Regions from separate parts of the Mus musculus genome. Here region 1 is linked to region 2. Evidence: chromatin contacts called from public HiChIP or PLAC-seq data. All regions are on one chromosome and are shown on one strand. The core of a region is the stretch at or near the end of the contact, and the rest is flanking DNA. Distances in the headings are between cores, read along the strand shown. Region 1 overlaps Fkbp15 (FK506 binding protein 15). Region 2 overlaps Snx30 (sorting nexin family member 30).

Region 1 (6,097 bases), core at 1,158-3,657, 2.4 Mb after region 2:
CTTACCCGAGAGGTCAGCCTGGAGCCTGGTGACGTGGCCCCTGAGAAGATCTGTCTCCTTCAAGTTGTCTGTCAGCTGCAACTGCAATTCTGTCTCCTTCTTCTGGTGAGCCGTCATTTTCAGCTGCAGGTGAGACACCTGTGCAGTAGCTGCTGCTAACTCTTCTGTTACCTTGGCCTGCACAGTGACAAAGGGCACCATCACTTTAGATGTGGGCATTCCATGTGCTGATTCAACCTCCTGTAACTCTAAGCTGACAGGACTGAAGGGAGGAAAGGATACCTTCCACCTGCACTGGACTAAAATCATACCTCGAAAGTGCACAAGGTCTCAGGCTGAATTCTGTTGCAGAAATGCCTTATACCTAGTAAGTACTCCACAAGCCAATGTGGTGGTACACAGCTGAAATCCCAGCACTTTGGAGGCTGAGGCAGGAGGATAAGGAGTTCCAGACAAGCCTTTGTTATGTAAAAAGACTGTTTCAAAAGCAAATATCCGAGAAACAAGCACTATAAGAGATGACAAAAGTTTGTTTTAAGGCTGTTCAATGCAGCATTAAGTTGTAAGAGAATGCAAAACTAACACAAAACACTGAAAAGACTTAAGCAAAATAGGAACCATGTATCCGTATGCTATCAACATTATATATTTGAAAAGAACACTCAGTGGCGTGGAATACAGCTGGAACCTACTGCTAAATGAAGAATATAAGTAGATTATCAAATAGTATGTTAAATATTATTCTGTTTTTGTAACATGGTCTGTATGTAAAGAACTTTCGGGTATTTTGCACCAATAGCCAATCTACAGAGAACCTGAGTGCTTTCAACTTTCTTCTTGCTGATTGGATTATATTTTACATGAGTCTTTCAAAATGATTTGTCACAAATTCTTTAAAAAGATAATGTTCTATTGTTCAATTTTTAAAAAAGACTTTAAACAGTGACAAACCCCATTTTATCCAGTTCTGTATTGCCTCATTCTGATAATCATAGAGAAATATTTTTTTTCAGGAGCTGGCAAGATAGCTCAGTGGGTAAAGATGCCTGTTGCCAAGACCGACAACCTGAGTTTGATCTCCAGGACTCATATGGTGGGAAGAGAAAATTGATACTGGAAAGTTGATCTCCACATGTGCACTGTAGTAAATGCATACCCACATATATATATATGAACACAAATATATAAATAAAAATGTAGCAAAAGACATATGCATTCAAATTCCCATTTGTATAAAGTGATTCTTTATATACATACTGAGTCTTCACACATTCCAGATAAAACAGCAGATATGTTATATATTCTTCAATAGTACATATGGGTCTTCTCCCCTCCCCCCCCTTTTAAAATCTGAATCATATTGTAGTGTGTGGATGTGAGGTAGTTTATTCTGTATTGTAGCACACATGGAGTGTTTGTTGTCTTTCTCATCATACCTGTGAGCATTTCAGCTCCATTGTATGCAATGATCCCCTCAGTATGCAAGAGCCTTTTAGAATATTTCTAGATGCAGAACTGCTAGATCAGAGTAAATCCATGTGAAATTTTGTATATTGTTAGTTTTCTTCCATCAGGAACATATTCTACATGTTTCATCACCCTTTAACCAAAAGTTCAATCAAGCTGATGAGAAATAGCATTTGTGCCACCTAACACTTCTATGCTAGGCAAGCACCAGCTGAAAGAGCCCAGATGTCCTCAGGGACCGTGTGATGGAGGTGAGGTGACTGAGGACTCTCACAGGGTATTCTGAGCACCAGAGATGATGACAACAATGATGACGGACAGTCACAAAAAGCCAGCTACTGCATCCGTTCCCTTGAACTGCCGCTCCACAGCACACAAACTCAGACGTCGCAAGGCAGTGTGGGGGTGCTCTGTGGGGATCAGGCTTGCTTCTGTGGTTGGGATGACTTCCCTATGCTGTGATATTGACACCACGATTCCCTCTACATTGTTGCATGTTTTAGTGCACAGTTTACAGCTGTCTACTTTCTTCTGTTATTTGTAGCTTCTGATGGTATTCACTGTGCACACATGGTACTTATTGCTGGGACTGAGGCTATATCTCAGTAGCGGGACACTTGCCTAGCATGTACTAAGCCCTAAATTCAACCCCTAGAATCACATATACAAAAAACTGTCTATTCCTTGCCTTATTCCCAAATATTTTATCAACTTTCTAGCTTCAATTTAAAGTCTGGTATTTTGGCTCCCCTAAAGGTAAAGGAAATGAAACAAATGTGTATGACTTAAAAATAACTAGGCCACGAATCTGAGAGTATAAATGACCTTTACAGTAAGTGTGAAAGCTTGAGTACAAATGGTCCCCATAGACTCCTGTGTTTGAATGCTTGCCCCATAGGGAGTGGTATTATGAGGGGATGTGGCCTTACTGGAATGGGTGTGGCCTTGCTGGAGGAAGTGTGTCAATGTGGGGGCAGGTTTTGAGGTCTCAGAAACTCAAGTCAGTTGTCTCTTGCTGCTTTTGGAGCAAGAACTTCTTAGCTCCTCCAGCACCATGTCTGTCTGCACACAGACATGCTTTTCCACCATGATAGCCAGCCCCAATTAAATGTTGTCCGTTGTAAGAGTTCCCATGGTCACAGTGCCTCTTCACAGCCATAGAATACCTAAGTAAGCATTTAGATTTTTATTTTTATCTAGAATCTCCAGAGTGGGCTTCATCTTCCTAACACAGAATAAAGAGTAAAGTTTACTTGCTATTCTACCTCACACAGCCCATGAAAAATGAACTAACATAGAACTCAGACAGCTTTGAACCTCTGTGTAGCTTAGAGAGTTCACCAATTAGAGCAGAGCCCCTATCAAGACCTTAAAGACACATCTTGTCTAAAAGGACAGAATAGGGGACTCTCAAAAGTGCTTCCCCACAATTTCTTTTAAAGTGGCATCTCACTGTTTAGCCCAGACTGGCCTCAAGTTAATGATCCTCTTACCCCAGCCCAAATGCTAGGATTGCAGGCATGCACTGCTATGATCAGCTTCAAACATTTCTATCTCAGATTCTTACCTACAAAGGCCTAGTATAGAAGCATAAAAATACTCCCACACAAATGCATGCCCTTACTCAAAGACGACAATAATATATTAACCATGGTTATCTTTGAATGGAAGGATTATAGGTAATTTCTATGTTATGGGTATTTTATTAGAATGAACAGATCCAACTTTTGTAAATTAGAAAAGAGTACATGTTACTGTGTGTGTGTATGAAGCTATTTATAGACATGATCATATTTTTAAAATTGTCAGGGATAGCAATGTCCAGAAGGAAAGGAAGTCAGCAGAAACCGACATGGTAGTGGGAAGACTCTCTGGTTCCTACTCTGGAACAATGTCCACGGTTGAGGTGGAGCTAGGAAACCCAGCAAGGATTCAAAGACAAGAAAGCACTGACTCTAGAAGCAGAAAGCAGCATCAGCAGAGACACACGCTGGTGTGAGAGGACGGGGCTGAGAATGAAGCCCTGAGCAAGTGCTTTCTTCCTTCTGGGCCGGCCAGGATTTGTTCTTTTTAAAGTAAGCCCATGAAGCCCAGCTCCTCTAACTGGTCTCCCACTCTGGATCATTACTTTATAAGAAAACTGATTTTTACATAGCTCACTTACCAAATATTCCTTGAACACTTAACCATATTTCCTGAGCAATGCTTGGCAGCAGAAATCTGCCTCCTGAAAGGAACTGCTGTTCTCCCTTCAAGAGAGGTCGCAGGGAGAGTGCTAGAGTAGATTAAAGCTGGTGCACACCTTCAACCCCAGCACTCTGAGGCAGAGGCAGGCACATCTCTTCAAGTTCAAGGCCAGCCTGGTCTACATAGCTAGTTTCAAACCAGCCAGTGCTATGTAGTGACACCCTGACTCAAACAACAAATGTTTAAAAAGTAAATCATCCAGGGATAGTGGCATACATCTGTAATCCCAACACTTAGAAAACTGAGAGGGAGGCTGGAGAGTCTGAGGCTAGCCTGGGCTACATTCCAAAACCTGGACTGAACAAACCTGGGCTACACAGTGAGAACTTACACAAATAAATAAGAAAAAACAACTACCAGGGGACACTAAAGGTGTAAAACGTCTCACTGAAATAATGATGATCAGTGGAATACATGGTACCCTAGTCATCAGCTGGGAGGATCCCTGGGGCACATCTAGACTCTAGAGGGCACCAGGCAGGTGTGAGCTGCAGTTCTGCCATGGATCTTCTCCTGTTGTTTAGCTATTATACATAGGGCACTGCTAGGCTCAGTGCCAGACACCTGTTGAGTTTTAAAATGCAAAACCACAAGTGGATTAGCAAGCTAAGTAAGAGCCTGATAAACTCTGACTCATAGACCAATTGGAGCACTACTTGTTTTGGGAATAAAGTTTTATTGGAACATACTTGTGACTACATGTACATACAACAGTGATATCCAACATGGAGGTCACATATTGAACTTAGGTAAAAACAAAAGTATCCAGATGCCACATCCAGAGACTATGACAAGAGACTATGACTTGGCAGGTACTAGAATACAGGAGAGCTTTGGAAAAGTTTTATCTTGGTCGCATATAGTAAGTTAGATGAAGCTTCAAAATATGTAGTTCTGATCAAGTTTCTCAAGGGATTCTGAGGTAGCTAAACCTCTGTTGGGATGTCTCTGGTCTATAGACTATGTTATAGTCACCATTTTATCCCTGAATAGTACCAATGCGGAAAAAGAGTATATTTGGGTTACCCCAGTAGGCCTGCAGTAGGGAAGATAAAGGAAAAGGAGAGGAAAAACAAAGATAAAACTAGAGACAGGAGACATACTCATAAGGCACATTTCATGGAGAACAATGAAGTTCCAGGCTGTTGACCATGACCAGGTCATTAGTAGATAGCCACAACAATGAATGCAGTCGCAGTGGGAAAGAAACAGTAATGAAACAGGAGGAGGTTGTGCAGGGCAAGGCACAGCTCACTGGATGATACCTGGTTGTCTTAATTACTGTTCTATTGCTGTTAGAGGGGGGAAAAGCATTTCACTGAGGGCTTCCTTACAGGTTCCAAGTATCAATCCCCAGTCATCGTGGTAAGAAGCATGGGAGCAGGCAGGCAGGCAGGCAGGCAGGCAGGCAGGCAGGCAGGCAGGGTCCTAGAGCAGTGGCTGAGAGCTCACATCTGATCCACAAGTTATAGGCAGAGAGAGCAAGACCCAGCCTTCTGTGGGCTTTTGAAACCTCAGTTACACAACTCCTCTAACAAGGCCACACCCCTAGCCCTTCTTAAAAGGTCCATCAACTGGGAACCAAACATTTAAATGTATGATTGGGACCTGTAAGGGCTATTTTCATTCAAATCACCAGTCACAGGCCAAAGATATTACTAACAGCACATTGTGGTTAAGCGAACACAGATAGCTTAAACCATAAATAAGAGATCCTTATTATCAGAATACAAGAAAGCATGTCAACACTACAAGCTACAGTGTCCATTCTGTTCAATTTTGCTTAAGATTTCATGAAAAAACACAAGATAAAAGCAACGATTTCCCGGCTGAAGAGTGATAACCCAAATAAGGAGTCTGTTCTGGATAGTGTCCAGTAGACAAGAAGAAGAAAACTGGGCTCTAGAAGTAGCTGATCTCAATCCCAAGACTCACTAGCACATTTCTCAGTGCTTTTCAGAGGTTAAAATTTGTCCATCTGAAAGGACTACAGGAATTCATCACCCCTGCCTTCCTTACTTGTTTATTTATTGTGGCAGGAGCTTGCGTAGCTCAAATTTTGGCTTCCAACTTTGTGCCTAACAGAGAATGATCTTGAACTCCTGATACTCCTGTGTCTACACCCCATGCTCTAGGACTATAGGTGCCTGTCACTATGTCCAACTCTTACTGTTTTCCTTTTGTTTTGTTTCACACTATGTAGCTTTGACTGGCCTAGAATTTGCTGTGGAGACCAGGCTAGCCTTGAATTCACAGAGATCTGTTTGTTTCTTTATCTCAAATAACAGAACTAAAGGTATATGGCACCTCACCTGGCATTGTATTCTTTAAGGCAATGTCTCACTATGTAGCCCAGCCTGGCCTGGTACTTGCTATGTATCCC
Region 2 (6,050 bases), core at 2,931-5,430:
ATGTATTTTGGAATACTTTATGCAGAGTAAATATGTATGATTTTTGTCAATTATATAAGTTAATAATAATAATTAAGAACTGTCTTTGCTAAGAGTTTTCCACTGAACCCAGAGTAGCCCTGCATTTTAAGCATAAAGCTTAGCGTCTGCCCGAGGTCTTTGAACGTGGTGAAGATGAGGCCCCCAGCAGTGTGGCAGTGGTGCCAATCTTCCTGACTTGCCCTTTTCAAAATTGTTGCTGTCAACATCTGGCGGGTTACTCCCCGGCAAGCCCACCCTCCAGAGTTGGCTCTCCTTCCTTCCCTCCTGTCCTCAGAGCTGGTGTGGTATGCGCATGGTGTTATGGTTCAGGGCACTGTGATTTGGGGAGGACTTGGGGATGAAGACTGGTACATGCTTCTCTCTACCTCCCACAGGGTGTATTGAAGAAGAGGGACCAAGTTCAAGCAGAGTACGAAGCCAAACTGGAAGCTGTGGCTCTGAGGAAGGAAGAGCGTCCCAAGGTCAGGAGAACACCCAGCCGAGGGTGGGCCAAGCTGCAGGCTCCCTGCGGCTGCTGCCTTGTCCTTAGATGGAAGGATAGAATCTGTTCTATCTATTGGTTATTCTGTTTCTTACTTGTTCGTGATCCAAAGTTGTATTTCTGTTCACAGAGAGGATGGGAATAGGGAATGTTATTAAGAAGAAAATGGTAAAGACCAATGTTCGGGCCAATAATTGGATGTTAGAACTGTCACTCACCTGTCCTCTCCTTCCTGGAACAGACTTGGGAAATGTAAAACCCAGACCAGACCTCAGAGATAACACTCCTTCCCTTTGTTTATGCTTTTTAAAAAATTTAGTTGCCTCACATGATACTGTGCTAGTCATCTGGGACTCAGAGGGGGTGGAGAAGTGAGTCACAGAGGAGCTCTGGGGATTGCCTGGTCTTTCGGGGTGCAGATGTGTCTGTATCCAGTATGCCGTAATAGCAGGTGGATGCAAGTCTGCTACGTTGATTCGTGTGTTACCATGGATCCACACTAGAATTTGAAAGCTGCCTGCATCTTACATGAATCTCTGGTCTTGCTCTGAGAAGGAAATAGGTAGGGGTTTACATGTTAGTGCATGTAAATGCCCTATCTGTCCTGCCCACAAAAAGAACTCAAGAATATATATTTGTAATGTATTTCAAGAGGACTTAGGATACCACCCTGCACTGCAATACACAAAACAGAGTTTGAACACTGAACAAATAAGCAAACAGCAAGAACCCTGGGTGCCGTACAGACCACTACATCCGACATGGAGGAGCCTGTGTGAGCACTGTAGCTTGTCCTCCATTCAGACATTTTTTGCCACCTGAGGCCTAACAGGTGGTCCAATCCCCCAATCTTTTGTACCTTGGGATAGACAGCACTCATCCATTATCCTTGGATATTGCCATCCCAATGTCAGTCAGACACAGGAACACATGACTGCCTCGGTCACAGAACAAGAGTATTGAAACAAGGAGGAAATCCAGGTGTTCCTTGTCAGTTAATCGTCATAAAAACCCACAAGCAAGAAACAGTCACAGTGTCTGTCAGCTACTTGCAAGCCTGAGCGCCCAGCTGTCAGCAGTCCTGGCATCCATAAGTTGGGCAACTTCACAAGGAAAGGTGCCGAGTCCTTCAGCCCTGTCCACGCCATGTTGACATTGCTCTGGTTGGTAGATAGTGACTCAAACTCCTGTAGCTTGGGGACATTTGGGCTCAGTGGTCTGGGGACTTAAAACTTTCAAGGTTTAAGCACCATTTGCCTCTGGCACGGAACACTTGAGCTATGACAGAAAACCTGGCTTAGGAGAACCAGCATGACCAGGAGACCCTCCCTAGCCATGTGAGATGAATGTACCTTACCACAGCAAAGGGACGGTCACAAAACTCAGGGACACATGTCCTTTCTAAACCATAAGAAAAACCTGAAGCCACTTGCTATATTATGCTTCAAAACTTTAATACCCTTCAGGGATTTTTTTTCCTTTGTTCTTGAGCTCTGTGGTTAACTGCCACCCAGAGTGCAGAATGGTGCCCCGTTTATGTGTGATGGGGAGTTCAGAGGACCTGGCTGGTAAACTCCTTATTCAATTCACTCAGATAAATAAGGTAAGGTGTTATCAGACATCATAAGTATTGGGCTAGCTCATGTGACCAGAACAGGAACCCCTTCTCCTCTAGTTCTGACACAAGGCGACACTGTGCCCAGGGCTGTTTGTCAGCATGGCTGAGTAAATCCTAAAGGGGCTCCACACCGCCTTACTCTGACACGAAGGAATGGTTCCCCCATGTGTCTGCTCTGCTCGGTTGGGTCAGATGATTCTTGGGGCAGGACAGTGCCTTTTACAAACCCTTCCAGGGCCTGCTTTCCAGGGAGCCTCTGACATTCTAATTGAGAACAGTGTTTGTGGAGGAGGAGAACCCAGTCACACTTTGGAGCCAAGGATATGTCTTCCTTCCAGGTGCCAGCAGATGTGGAGAAGTGCCAGGATAGGATGGAGTGCTTCAACGCTGACCTGAAGGCTGATATGGAGAGGTGGCAGAGCAACAAGCGGCACGACTTCCGGCAGCTGCTCGTGGGCTTGGCTGACAAGAATATCCAGTATTATGAGAAGGTGAACACATGCCACTGTGCTTCCCAGGAGCTACGGCCTTTCACGGGCATTGCCTTACTTAGGGATTTACTGCTGTGAGCAGACACCACGACCAGGGCAACTCTTATAAGGACAACATGTAATTGGGGCTGGCTTACCAGTTCAGAGGTTCAGTCCATTATCATCAAGGCGGGAACATGGCAGTGTCCAGGCAGGCGTGGTGCAGGAGCTAAGAGTTCTGTACTTCATCTGAAGGCTGCTAGGGGAAGACTGGCTTCCAGGCAGCTAGGATGAGGGTCTTAAAGCCCATATCCACAGTGACACACCTACTCCAACAAGGCCACACCTCCAAATAGTGCCACTCCCTGAGCTAAGCATATACAAACTACCACCGGTGTCTTCCAGATCCCCCACGTCCCATCCCTAACCTGCCTCATGTGAGCTACCCCAGTTCCCTGGCAGACTGTGCTGAGTTTCAAAGCTCAGACACCCACTCTCCTAGGCCTCCTCCTGCTGGAGGAAGTGGCTCTGTGACTGGGCAGCTGCTTCCCGGTGATACCAGCATGTGGGCACCCCCAGTTAATGGAGCCTTTGGGGTTACTTCATGTTACCTTGTGGTTTTACATAAAGGTGTCTTCACTCTCACTATGCTGTGGGCCCCTCCAGTCATCTGTTGAAGCTGACAAACATCAGACACACCAGAAGAAGGAATTAGGTCCCATTACAGATGGTTGTGAGTCACCATGAGCTGAACTCAGGACCTCTAGAAGCAGTCAGGTGCTCTGAACTGCTGAGTCATTTCCCCAGACCACACTAATACTTGTTGTTAATGTTGAACTTTAAAACATTCTTTGTGGACCTCAGAGTTAGCATTCCCATTAACACACACACACACACACACACACACAAGGAGAGGATAAAAGAGCCAACTCCTAAAATCAAGGTCCATTCCTTATGTATCTAATTTGGAGTCATTTCTAGCAATAAGTCCTGATGTCCTTTTGTAGCCTAAACTTACAGTTAAGCAATGGCCCAGTTTTAGTTGAAATAGCTTGGCCTTGAAATTCAGCTGTTGGGAACAGAACAGAACCCTGTAGGACGATGCTAGAGATAGGCCTCTCTCCTAGATTGTGGCCCTAGGACTGTTGAGCTAAATCTCCAATCCCAATAAGCCCAAATAAGTACAAACAGCACACAACTCAGTCATAATGTTTATAAGCTGCACGCCTAGATTGGGCAGATCTACCACTACACTGCTCTCTTCCCCAGCCATGAAATCCCTTGCTACTTGCGGTTCCTCCAGACCACGTGGTTCTGTTCCATCTTCCTTCCATCTCTTCTTCCTTGTCCTCCTCTCTCTCCTCCATCTCCTTGTCTCCCCCTCCTCCTTTACCCTCTCTAAAACTCCCAGCCCCACCTTTTCCTTCCTCTGCTCAATCACGGGCTCTAATCTTTGTTTGGCCTGTTAAAATGGGGAGACGTTTCACCTGAGATCACCTCTTGTGGAAGCATAATTAGCATCAAAATACAAACTGCACCAGGGCAATCCACACAGAACAGTCCTTGGCCCCTGCTGTCTTGAGGCTTAGGTGGTTGTGGCTGCTGCTCTGAGCAGATGTGCCCGCACTCGGCCTGGTTTACTAAAGGGAGCTGGGGGAGAAAGCCGCCCACTACTCTTCCACACCTTTTCTCTGGAGTCCCTACTACTTCTGAACTGGATTAGCTCTGTGCTTAGCAGTTGCCAGCTCATTAAATTTAACTCTTCATCCTGCCAAGCGGTGTAGGTATCAGAGGAGCCCTGAGTGAGCCAAAGTCCTGAGTGTATGTGCATTGTTGACCCATTCCAAGGACCCCGAAGCCTCCAACCCATAGATGCATTTCATCCTATGTGCCAGGCATGGGGGACAGCAAAGCTTTCCTTAGGGTTTGAGTATGAGTGTTTGTGAATAATTGATCAGGGTGTTCGAAGACTAGAACTGCTGCTTCCTCCTAGATGTTTGTAGCAGGAGATCTTCAGATACTAGCAACCCCTCCCCCTATGCTATTCCTAATAAACTCACTGAGGTTCCATGTTGCTGGCAGTATGAGCCCTCAATCACAATGAACACACACCCTCCTGATCCGAGCTTTGCTGTGTGTGTGTCTGTGTGTCTCTCCTTTCTCCCTTCACGTCTAGTCAGGATTGCAGGACTCAGGACTCCGAGGGTCACGGCAGGTAGTGTGATAGAGAGAATTTTATGACTGAAACCATCATTCACAGAAGTTTAAAAATTCCTCCCAAGCTGACCAGTCTTGGAGTACCAAACTAAGTATTTAACTGATGGAATCATCAGTCTGGATTGTCCCCACCCAACCAGCTTAGGAGAACAGGGGTCATACACTGTTGGCGACAGGTAGAATGTCCTCCCCATGTGAAGTCAAGGCCTCTTCTGGCTGGCTGTGTGTTAGGGGAGGCACCTGCGCAGCCTCTCTTTCTTCGTTTGTAAGTACTAATCATCTTTGCAGGGTAATTGCAAAGATAAAGTACAATGCACATGCAAGTTACCAGAACGTCCAGCATGTGGCAGACACTCAATTACAGTTTACCTCCATGCTCGTATTTGAGAGTCTAAAACCAACGAGGTCCAGTGTCTCCAGCATGCCTGTTGTGGATGAACCACCATCTCTAAACTCCCACACTTGCATCTGTCTCTTCCCATTGTAGCCTGACCTTGGTGTCTCCCTGTATCTGAGGTTGTTTCTCTGCACATTTCATATGCAAGGGACCAAATAACCCGCTGAGCAACAGCAGACTTTGCCGAACCCTGTAGGCATCCTAAGTCCATCAGAGAAGCATTAGTGATAGATTCCCAGAGGTAAGGATGGAATAAGTGTGCCAAAGGGAAGGAGCAAGGAAAAAAGTCCTCGGGGCCATGGAGTGGTCAGGAAAGAGCAGCCCGTGGAGTCTCGGAGCAGCCTTAGAACATATACTCTGGGCAGAGGGCACAGCACATGGAGGTCCCTAAGTGAGGAAAGAGCTTGGCACATTTGATGACTGAAAAGAATGATCAGCATGTCCCTCTTGGGACAGGAAGGAAGGAAGGAAGGCAGGCAGGCCGGCCGGCTGGCCGGCCCTTTTAGCTGTGAGGGGTGGCCTTGAGTTTAGAATGCCGTGGGCCTCCCTCCCAGTCCGTTGCTGGAAGCAAGCTCCACGAGGCTGACTAGGCTTTCCTTGTTTAGGACAGGCGTCCGAGTCTGGCTTCCTCGCCAGCCTCAGAGTGGACAAGGAAGGTGTGAGGGAGAGGTTTCAGCACTCACTCCTCTTTCTGCTTGGCCCCATGCTGCCTTTCTCCACCCACCCTGCAGACCTCCGCCCAGGTGACTCAGGGTAGAGTTCTTCACCCTGAGCCTGTGTGTACAGCGGGCTTGCCCTTCCCTTTTGCAAAAGGTTTTTCAGAGG

The links. HiChIP or PLAC-seq counts read pairs in DNA pulled down with a chosen protein or histone mark.
Region 1: an H3K27ac HiChIP or PLAC-seq map of embryonic stem cells shows a contact between it and region 2, with 7 times the contacts expected there. The contact joins two enhancer-like sites. A contact is called at or near these places in 3 of 39 promoter capture datasets (cranial neural crest, frontonasal cranial neural crest and hippocampal neurons) and 1 of 115 datasets of contacts at active chromatin or transcription factors (embryonic stem cells).

The regions. Positions count from the first base shown.
Region 1 is chr4:62,314,249-62,320,345 of GRCm38.p6, forward strand. It overlaps Fkbp15 (FK506 binding protein 15), which reads right to left. Exons shown (of 28, transcript NM_001045528.2): 20 at 6-177. Among named protein-coding and RNA genes, the nearest start is that of Slc31a2, 31 kb to the left of the region's middle. Within about 2 kb of position 2,408, at least 17 of the 459 cell types and tissues checked have an H3K27ac peak or open chromatin away from gene starts, as enhancers often do. A contact at or near this core is called in embryonic stem cells, where this site is marked.
Region 2 is chr4:59,892,046-59,898,095 of GRCm38.p6, forward strand. It overlaps Snx30 (sorting nexin family member 30), which reads left to right. Exons shown (of 9, transcript NM_172468.2): 7 at 417-503; 8 at 2,480-2,632. Among named protein-coding and RNA genes, the nearest start is that of Slc46a2, 20 kb to the right of the region's middle. Within about 2 kb of position 4,181, at least 81 of the 459 cell types and tissues checked have an H3K27ac peak or open chromatin away from gene starts, as enhancers often do. A contact at or near this core is called in embryonic stem cells, where this site is marked.